Regions from separate parts of the Arabidopsis thaliana genome. Here region 2 is linked to region 1. The links are chromatin contacts, called in public capture Hi-C maps. All regions are on one chromosome and are shown on one strand. Each heading gives the region's core, a stretch centred on a gene start, on an enhancer-like site or on the middle of the called end of the contact. The rest is flanking DNA. Distances are from core to core; before and after follow the strand shown.

Evidence for each region. Capture Hi-C pulls out chosen DNA fragments and counts their contacts.
Region 2: a contact with region 1 is called in a capture Hi-C map of seedling, with 2.1 times the contacts expected there. The contact joins the promoter of AT2G06445 here to the promoter of AT2G14755 in region 1. A contact is called at or near these places in 1 of 26 Hi-C or Micro-C datasets (root) and 1 of 3 other capture datasets (seedling).

The regions. Positions count from the first base shown.
Region 1 is chr2:6,315,143-6,319,922 of TAIR10.1, reverse strand. AT2G14755 (Myb/SANT-like DNA-binding domain protein) reads left to right here and starts at 2,336. Exons shown (of 2, transcript NM_001335437.1): 1 at 2,336-2,522; 2 at 2,707-3,179. The coding sequence starts at 2,336. The coding sequence ends at 3,116. It overlaps APK (APS kinase), which reads right to left. Exons shown (of 7, transcript NM_127039.4): 5 at 4,769-4,780; 6 at 4,637-4,683; 7 at 3,876-4,514. The coding sequence ends at 4,422.
Region 2 is chr2:6,738,620-6,743,399 of TAIR10.1, reverse strand. AT2G06445 (a long non-coding RNA gene) reads right to left here and starts at 2,087. Exons shown (of 1, transcript NR_140144.1): 1 at 1,845-2,087.

The sequences.
Region 1 (4,780 bases), core at 1,087-3,586:
AAGTAATATGCAAATTACAAAATTAATGGTTATGACAAATTAAAAAAAAAAAAATTTCAATTTTTGGGTGTTCCGGATTAATAATATTATTACAATACTTAGTTAGTATCTTGTCATTCTTCTGTTTGGTTTCATACTATGATTTTGATAGAGAAAATAAATAACATTTTAAGAATAAAAATCACCATCATATATTTAAGTTTTTGGGAGAAGCTTACACTGAAAAGATGACATTGTTGATGTAATATGTAAACAAGCAAAAAATTATTACAACTAAGATGTCATTTTTGTTCTTTAAGGTCTAATTAAATTTATCTCTGAGGTATGATTACTCTCAAATCTCCAATGATCAATTCGATCCATGTCCCTATTTTTCTTTTGAAAGTGAATCTATTATCTATGTTTTTGGTTCAAGAGCTTATTTTCTAACTGAATAAAATCTTAGCATAAGATAACATCGAGGAAGAAGGTCAATGGAAAAAGAATCTTAAAGAAGAGACATTAAAGATTTTTGAGTTTCTTCCTCAAAATATTCAAGGATCTTATCAGATTTACTAAGTGTCATTGTGTATTTTAATCAATAACTAATAATCATGTGAGTACGTTCTATACTCCTAATAAAAAAAAAAATCAATTTTGAAATTTTGAAAAGCAAACAAACGTAACTTTTAGCTTTTTATGTCTCTTCATCATATGAATCAAATATGCATGTGGAACATTAAAATCAAAGATGATAACTCCATATAACATATTCTTAAGAATCTAAAATGACTTTAACCTCACCAGAATTAGCATATTATAATTTTTAACTCTTTTCATTTTTTTGTTTTTTAATGACTGTTCTAAATAGATGTTCGTAAAGCAAAATATTAGCTTCCAAAACTTATAAAGACTATATAGATCTTACTAAAAAAAATTAACAAATGCATTGTGTTCCCAATCACTTTTTGTAATGAATCTTTTTGTTCTACATATATTATGAATCATGACAAATAACATTTAATAAATTATATTAAAGAAAAAAGCCCGCGGCTTGGCGCGGGTTTCGCCCTAGTATTTGTAAAAACATGAACAAGATGGTGATCATATCCCTCTGCCAATCTAGAAACATTTCTTATCTCATCTTTCATTATGTGATTTATGATGTCTTCTTCCATTCTACTAGCTTCTCCTTCCAATATTAAGCAAGTGTGTAGTTTTCCAACTTGGGACTTAGGGTAGATTTGTTAGTTTGGATTGATGATTTTAGGGTTAGGATACTTAAGATTCATTCACTTGGATAAGATTAATGGCAAAAAAAAATCTTAGTTATCTTGTCCTAAATTATTAGATAATTTGTGCACCATGAATATCTTATCAAAACTGAATGAGTAATTCGACTTATATCAATGGAAGAAATATCACTATCTTACTGGCTTTTTAAAAATATAAAGTTACGTTCTCCTATGTTTGGTTTGGATCAAGAAACTTTCTGGTATCTGAAGTCCGATCCTAAAGCAAGTGGTTCACTACAAAATAAAGATTCTATCATTTTTGTATTAATATTTTGGTGACCAATCCATACTAATCCACACTTTTGGTGAAAGAATAGAGTTTCCAAATGCTTACCTCAATAATATATGCTCTAAAGTAATTATAAAAAACAATTTGGAAACATTTACTATATAAATTATAATTTAGTTTTATTTTTGATTTAATAGATAGGTAATATTATTGAATAGCCAAATAAAATATATAAATTAAGAAAATAGCAGAGAGAAAGATTTTTGTGGATATTTAAGTAATTACACGTATTTTCCAACATGTTTCCGACAAGTTAATCTAACATATAGTTAGGGCTTGATTAGTTCTCCCTCTGCCACCCGCAAACGCAGCGTTTGCGGGTGGTAGCGGTTGTTAGCGATTGGCACCAATCATAGAAACCGCTCGATACCGCTTTGGACCGCTCGAAATCGCCAGATTTCAAAAGCTCATTCCCGCAAGCGTTTGCGGTTGCGGGCGGTAGCGGTTAGGTTAAATTTTTTTATTATTTTTTAATTAATTAAAATAATCATGTCTTTCACCCAAACCCTATATATCTTATTCTTATTAGAAAACCCTAATCAATATATTGTAACCCTATTCTCTCAATTATGGCATCCACCCAAACAGAGGAAAATTAAAATCAAAATCAAGAATCAAACGTAAGTATGATCTATCCATTCATTAGCTAGTGTAATTCTCTGAGTATTTCATGGCATCGTTGTTTTTTTTATTTTGTATTTTTTTTTAGTTTTTTAATTGAATACATGTTTCGATTTGTTTTCTCAATTAGAAAATCATTTGGTCAGACGAGATGACCCGTTTCTTGTTAGAACTGATAACCCTAGAGAAACAAGCTGGAAATTATAGAGGCAAAAGTTTGATTGAGAAAGGAAAAGAAAATGTTCTTGTGAAATTTAAAAAACGATTTCCAATAACCTTAAATTGGAACAAAGTTAAGAACAGACTTGATACTTTAAAGAAGCAATACGAAATCTATCGTAAAATCATTTTTTGGGTCAACTGGTCTCGGAACTAATCAAAGGACAGGAAGTCTTGATGCCCCTGATCATTGGTGGAAAGATAAAATTAAGGTATGTTATCACATATGTATATGTTAATTTCTTATTTTATATTCTTATTTTGATTGGCTTTTGTTTTTGGTTTATTGGGCTTATCCTGAAGCTGCTAAACTTCGGTCGCATCCACTGCGGTTTATACCACTTCTTGATGTAGTCTTCCGAGATGAAACTGTTGTCGTTGAAGAGTCATGGCAACCAAGACGTGGTGTACATCGTCGTGCTCCAGTACTGGACTTAAGCGACAGTGAATGTCCAAACAATAATGGAGATGAGAGAGAAGATCTGATGCAAAATCGTGAACGTGATCATATGAGACCACCAACCCCAGATTGGATGTCACAAACCCCGATGGAAAATTCTCCAACTTCAGCTAACTCGGATCCGCCATTTGCATCACAAGAGAGATCTTCCACACACACTCAAGTGAAAAATGTAAGCAGGAACAGAAAGCGTAAACAAAATCCAGCAGACTCGACGCTCGACCGTATTGCTGCGACTATGAAAAAAATTTGAGTTGGAGATGTGTTAAAAATCGTTTGGATATCTTGAAGAAACTTTATCATATGTATAGAGGCAATCCGGAAAACCCGCGAGTTCAACGTTATTTACAGTTTATCACACTACTTGATGCAATTTTTGGTGATGTACCAAATGCATAAAGTATTAAGTTTTTTCTTACAAAATTTATTTATTTTTGAATTTAATATTTTATTTATGGTTTTAATTATTAAGCATGTTTAATTTTTCTAATATTATCAATTTATCATAATAATATATTGTATTTTTCTTTCTTTTAATAGTAATATATTATATTTATTTTGGTTTTTTATTTAATTACTATCGCACCTGCTGGTTTACCAGTCATAAAACTCCCGCAAACGCACTCATTATCAAACGCTCAACCAGTCGTTCAAAACGCTTGATAACGCTTAAAACCGCAACCGTCCGTTTCCGCAAACTCCCGCAACCGCAACCGCACCCACTGCGTTTAAACCAGTCAGGCCCTAAGTTTGTTCATTGTCTTTAAAAATTTGGCTATTTTGTGCATATTCACTTTTATTTTTCAGTATTTTTTTTTTTTTTTACGATTCTGGATACCCACGAATATCATGATGTTTTGTGTGGAATCATAGAGAGTATAAGTATTTGGACGGATCGGAATCTTGATTGGGACATCCAATAATTCTAGGGTATCCTGTTGTTGTCCATCATCCCTAATTCTCGAGAGTAATGACTTGAAAAAACTATTAGAAATCAAGTAACAATTTCTTAGTTGAAATGACTAGAAACAAATCCATAAAAAGCTCTAAAACGTGTTTGACCTGGCTATGTTAGTAGTGGTCCAACCTGGTTAAGGTCAAATCATTGAGACTGAATAAAAAACATTGAGATGTTGCCGTCTTCCGTAAGAAGAATGACTCTATGTACAGCCAGAAAAAACAAAATGTGTTTGACTTGCAAAAAGCACTCCAACGACCCCCAAAACGTACACGCTACATGAACATCACAACCATTTTGTCCCTAATTTTGGATAAGCCATGAAGTCTTGGTTTCATTAGTGCATACAAAGTATATTGTATTATAGATCATATAAAATGGTTAGTAGGCTTAACCTTATTTCACACATATTATATACAGAACCATAACATCAAGATTTATGATACAAAAAAAAAGGGACAAGAAAAATTATGAGATTTATATTTATTTTGTCGAACTTGTGATTCCATAAAACAGCCATGGATTTGCTTACTTTTATACTTTGGCTCGTAAAATAGAACTAAGACCGTGAGATAACAAATTTGTGTATCTAGAAGTATGTTATGCTTGAAGATAACCCTTGTTATCTAAGTATCCGACGACCTTTTCCGCCATTTCGATAGGAGAAGTTCCTCCTTCACGTCCTAGAGAAATCTTCACATGACAAAAAGAAAATAGAACAAAAGGTAAGACAAGTGAATGACACCAAAAAAGCTCAGCATCAAGATCAAAAACCAAAGCATCCAATTCTGTTTTCCAATATTATTGACATTTACCTCGCAGTTCAATGGTGGCTCGTAAGGGTCATCGATCCCGGTAAAACCTGAAGAAACACATCAAACTATAATGTCATTTGGGGTTGTCTCATTGATAGGTCATACAATTACCAACCGCATTTCTAGAGATACCTTTGATCTTTC
Region 2 (4,780 bases), core at 838-3,337, 420 kb before region 1:
TAGATTTAGAGGTATAGAACCCGTTCGAGTAATTCTTGATTTCGGGTTCGGATTGGGTTTGGATTATACGAAGTTCTCAATAATCAAATATTATACCCAAATCGATCCAGACTACTCGAAAATACACAAGATATTTAAAACGTTGAACACTTTTTACCCAAATTTATTTAAAAAATGTATTAAATATCTAAAAATATTTTATTGATATGTTCGGATATCGGTTTGGATCGGATTCGGGTTCTGGTTTTCGTGTTTTGAAGTATAGAATCCGTTTGTATATTTTAAAATTTCAGGTTCGAATTCCGATCAGGTTTTTCGGATCGGATTCGGATCGGGTGCTTGGGTTCGGATATTATGTGGAACCTCTCAACTTCCTTTTTTACCTTTCCTATTAACCAATTCTAAACCCAAAACCTTCAAATCTCGGTTTGGTTTGGTTCAAGAAAACGATTTTGTTTTTAATACCATGCCTAATATTTACTATCTACTTTCATTCCTGAGATTTTTGGCAGTACAAAATAACATTTGTTTTGGCTATGTAATTACATTTTTTTGGGGACAAAATTCTTACTTTTATATTGGAATAATTTGTTTTAAAATGGTCTAAAAATGTGTCGGTGGTGACAGAAGTCCCTGGGAAAGCGGGACTTATCTCGCAATGTGGCTTCCCCTTTTCCAGCTCTATCACATACATTTAGCACTTCCAATTTTGTTTAACTTTAATTTCTAGAAACACTAAAAAACATATTTATTTGGTTCGTCCCATACACAGTTACTAGTGACAACTAATCATGTTTCGATTTATAAATACGATGTCTGAGTAGAGTTGAGTTCCATTTATGTTTTCCGGTGATATGAACAAAATTGAATGCCACTCGTTGGTGGTGGATCCATATATATACTATTATTATTGGAACACAATTTGAAGCATTGTTATACAAACGACCTAAAAACTACTATGAAGTTGAGTTAAAGAGCCAAAAAGTAAAGAATAAATATCAATAAACAAATTGGAAAACTGCCACACAAATAGGTCTTTTGCAAAGAAAAAATTAGAAGAGATTTTTGTTTATAGTATTACTCAGTATTAAAGAAAGCGGGTTAGACGGCCGTTTAGGCGTCCCGTAGGTAATAGGCGCCTTTGTACCGTTTCGACCTTTTTGAAATCGGTTTTGTCAAGTAAATTTGATGGATTATACGGATATTAAGCGGATCAGATGTTCATTTGGTGGATTTAGGCGGGGTAGGCGCATCTAAATATATTTAATATTTTAAAATTTTTTAAAAAATATATTTAAAATTGTGTTTAAAGATACCTATATTTTTATTATTTTATTTTACTTTAGTTTAAAATGTTAAATTTAAATGTAGTTTCAAAACTTTGATAATTTTTAGTTTTTTACAACAAATTTTCATCATTTTGTGTAGTAAAATATAATTATGTATTGTTTTATTCTAAAACCGCTTAAAATCGCCTAAATTTTGACTAAACGTTTTAGACACTAAACGGAGAGTCATTACCTATTTAGCGGCTAGCGCTTTCTCGAACAACTATAAAAATTTCGGGACCGATAGATGTTCGTGAGGCTAGTAGTTCGCTTCTGTTAACCGTTACCCTTCTTTAGTATACTTTTTTTCTTCTTTTTCTCTAGTATACTATATATTTTTTAATTACTCACGGTGCAATCGACGACAAACACCTTATATAATAAAAAAGTATATCAAAATTAAATATTTTATGTGTGTTAAAGTTATGATTCATAACTTATGAACAAGGTGATATCAAAATGGCCTTTTATCAAGGAAGTGCTACGGAGACCTCTAACTAAAGTAACGTATAAGTTTTGAGTATTATTATTGAGGGCATGGAAACGCGTGCAGATAAGAACCCAAGAACCTTCTTCAAGAATATACTGTTGGATCCGATGTCTCCGACGAGGCTCGTGGCTCAAGAACGGAGCTCAAGTCTTAAAGGTTAGTCTAGGTGCCACTAGCTTTCTTTATCACGTGCTGCACGTGAATAGTTTGCATATGTAACGAAGTAACGAACCAAAGAGAGAGGAGCTGAGAAAGTGAGTGAGAGAGATAGGTGTCGGTGACAGTGATAGTGGGGGTTCATTTTTTATGCCCTGTGCTCTTGAATGTAGTAGATGATAATTCGTCTACGTAAGATATGTATTATGGGCCTTCTATGGCCTACTAGGTTTCTTTCAAGTTGTAATGATTTGTTTCTTGGGTATGACACGAGTTGAACGATTTAGCGGTACATACATATGAGGAACAAACCTATAAGCTATAATCCCTATGATAAGTGCTTAACCATGATTGAACCATGGTCAAAGAGAAAAGAAGAATTGATAAGTGCGTTCCTTAGATTTAGGAGATCAAGCTCCACGTCTCCATATTCCCACTTTGTTAATTGTGTTCCTTGTTTCTAGGATTAGTTATCGTTCCCCTTTGCTTTCCTTTGTGTACTTAAAAGACTTCCAAGTCACGAGGAGGAATTAGACTTGAAATTTGACAAAACAGAGTTTATCTCTTTGGTGAAAATTTATTTTTAAATTATCATGCTATCACCCTAATATACACGATATATTATCTTCTTCTTTAAGAACATAACAACCAAAAGGGAATACTATAGAGAATTTGGGCCTCACAAATATTTAAGTGAAAGAAAAAATGTAGTTTCGTAAAGATAGAGTGTTTCAGTTTTGCGATGCCAAATTACCCTATTTTGTTGAGAGGCGTGTAGCAAACTGTTCCATTGCAGAGTCATCATTGAGATTTTGAAAACTTCTCGACATTGGTGTCGTTAACGCGACATTTTTTTCTCATGCTCCTCTCTTTTGCAATTTTGAACTTGAGAAAAAGCTATATAATAAGATGTCGATGAATTATAAATAGAGACTTATGTTACGAGATTGACACATTCACTTCTTGACATAAAAGAGAGTAAACACACAAACACGAGAAGTATAGGTAAAAGATGTTGCAAATGCATTACATAAAAGATATTGCAACAAAAATATATACACCCATTCCACAATTTTATTTTTGTTGATATCTGCACTTTGATCGGGGCTTTTATAATAGAGATAAGTTGGAAAGTAGACACTTTTTCTACAAATAATTTGCAAAATAGGTAGTTTTTTTAAACATATGAGAAATAGACACTTTTCTCTTTCCTCTCTAATACAACTTTTTGCCTAATAGAGATTTTAGTAAATGACTTATATAACCTTTTGTTATTTTGTTATGTAGTAAGATAAAGATAAAACTCAAATCAAATCTTACTTTTTATTTTTACTTTATTTGATGATATTTCTTCATAAAAATTTACCACATAATCATATTAGTTCTTAAAAATTTTATGTGAATCTAAAAAGTCTAATTTTGCTATATTTCAAAAATATGTAGCATTTTTTATTTAATCTCAGTCGACGGTGTACGTGATATTGTTAAAATTGGTGTACTAATGGTAGTATACAACAATAACGTAAAAATTAATATATAATTACTGATGTAGAAAATGATACACTGAATATAACAGTATACAAAATGATGTACATAGATGATGAAAATATGGTGTATATAATCTTACACCTTTAAAAATCTATGAGACAGTGTACTAACATTGGTGTACGAGATGATGTACACCACTAATTGAAATAATGATTTATACATTCTCTATAAGTGTACACCAAGTTTTGTACACTTTGTCTACCAATCTTGTATGTTATCATTTAAAAGTTGTATATATCATTCTATCCACCAATCGTCATAATAATTTCAATCATTTTGTACACCATTAAGAGTAACTTAATTATGTACACCATCATGTACACCATTATATTGAATAATAATATTTGGTTTATACAATCATTATGTTTGTAAAATATTAAAAACAATATTACTTATATTAATAAGTATAAGAGAAGTCGGTGATGATTTATGAAATATCGGTGTACACACTTGTACACCAACGAATAATGGTTAGTGTACAAAACGATGTTTTAAATGTTTGTGCATTATAATGATGATAGATAAATACTCTAAAAGTCAATGTAATTTTTTTTTAAAAAGAATATATATTTTTTAATATTTAAGAAAACTAAAATAAAAAAAAATAAAAAGATAAAGACAAACAAAATAAAGTAAAAATGGTTTCTCATATAATTTTTATTTACTCTCAAGATAAAGGGTATTTTAGTATTTGATATGTATTTTGTCTTTTAGTCTATTAGACAAATTCTCTATCTCACAAAAAACAAAAAAAGTGTCTATCTCTCTAATTTTAAAAAAAATTACCTACTTTACAAATTATTTTTGAAAAAGTGTCTACTTTGCCAATAAACCCTTTATAATATTGGGTACATTTTGGGCCATAAATTTTTAAAGAGCACATTATGATTAGGCTTATGAGGTTAGGCAGTTTTTGGCAAATGAAAAGACGATATTGCCCCTAAATTTTCACTCCATCTTCTCCGACGAACTCAACATCTTTATCACCATACAATTCCAATAAACCCAATAAAATCAGTTAAAAGCTTTTTGATGGGAGAAAGCTAAACCCTAAGGGGAAACTATATAGGGAACCCAAAGATTCTAATCTTATATAATTAGAATCAATTAAAAATTTCAATTGTTTCTTATTCCTCTTTTAAAATAAAGCGAGAGATGATGGAATTATGATTCAGATCCAGCAATTCAAATTCAAAGAAGCTATGGAGAATTACCACCTTCATCGTCGAGGAAGAAGATTGGCCAATCATAGTCCATA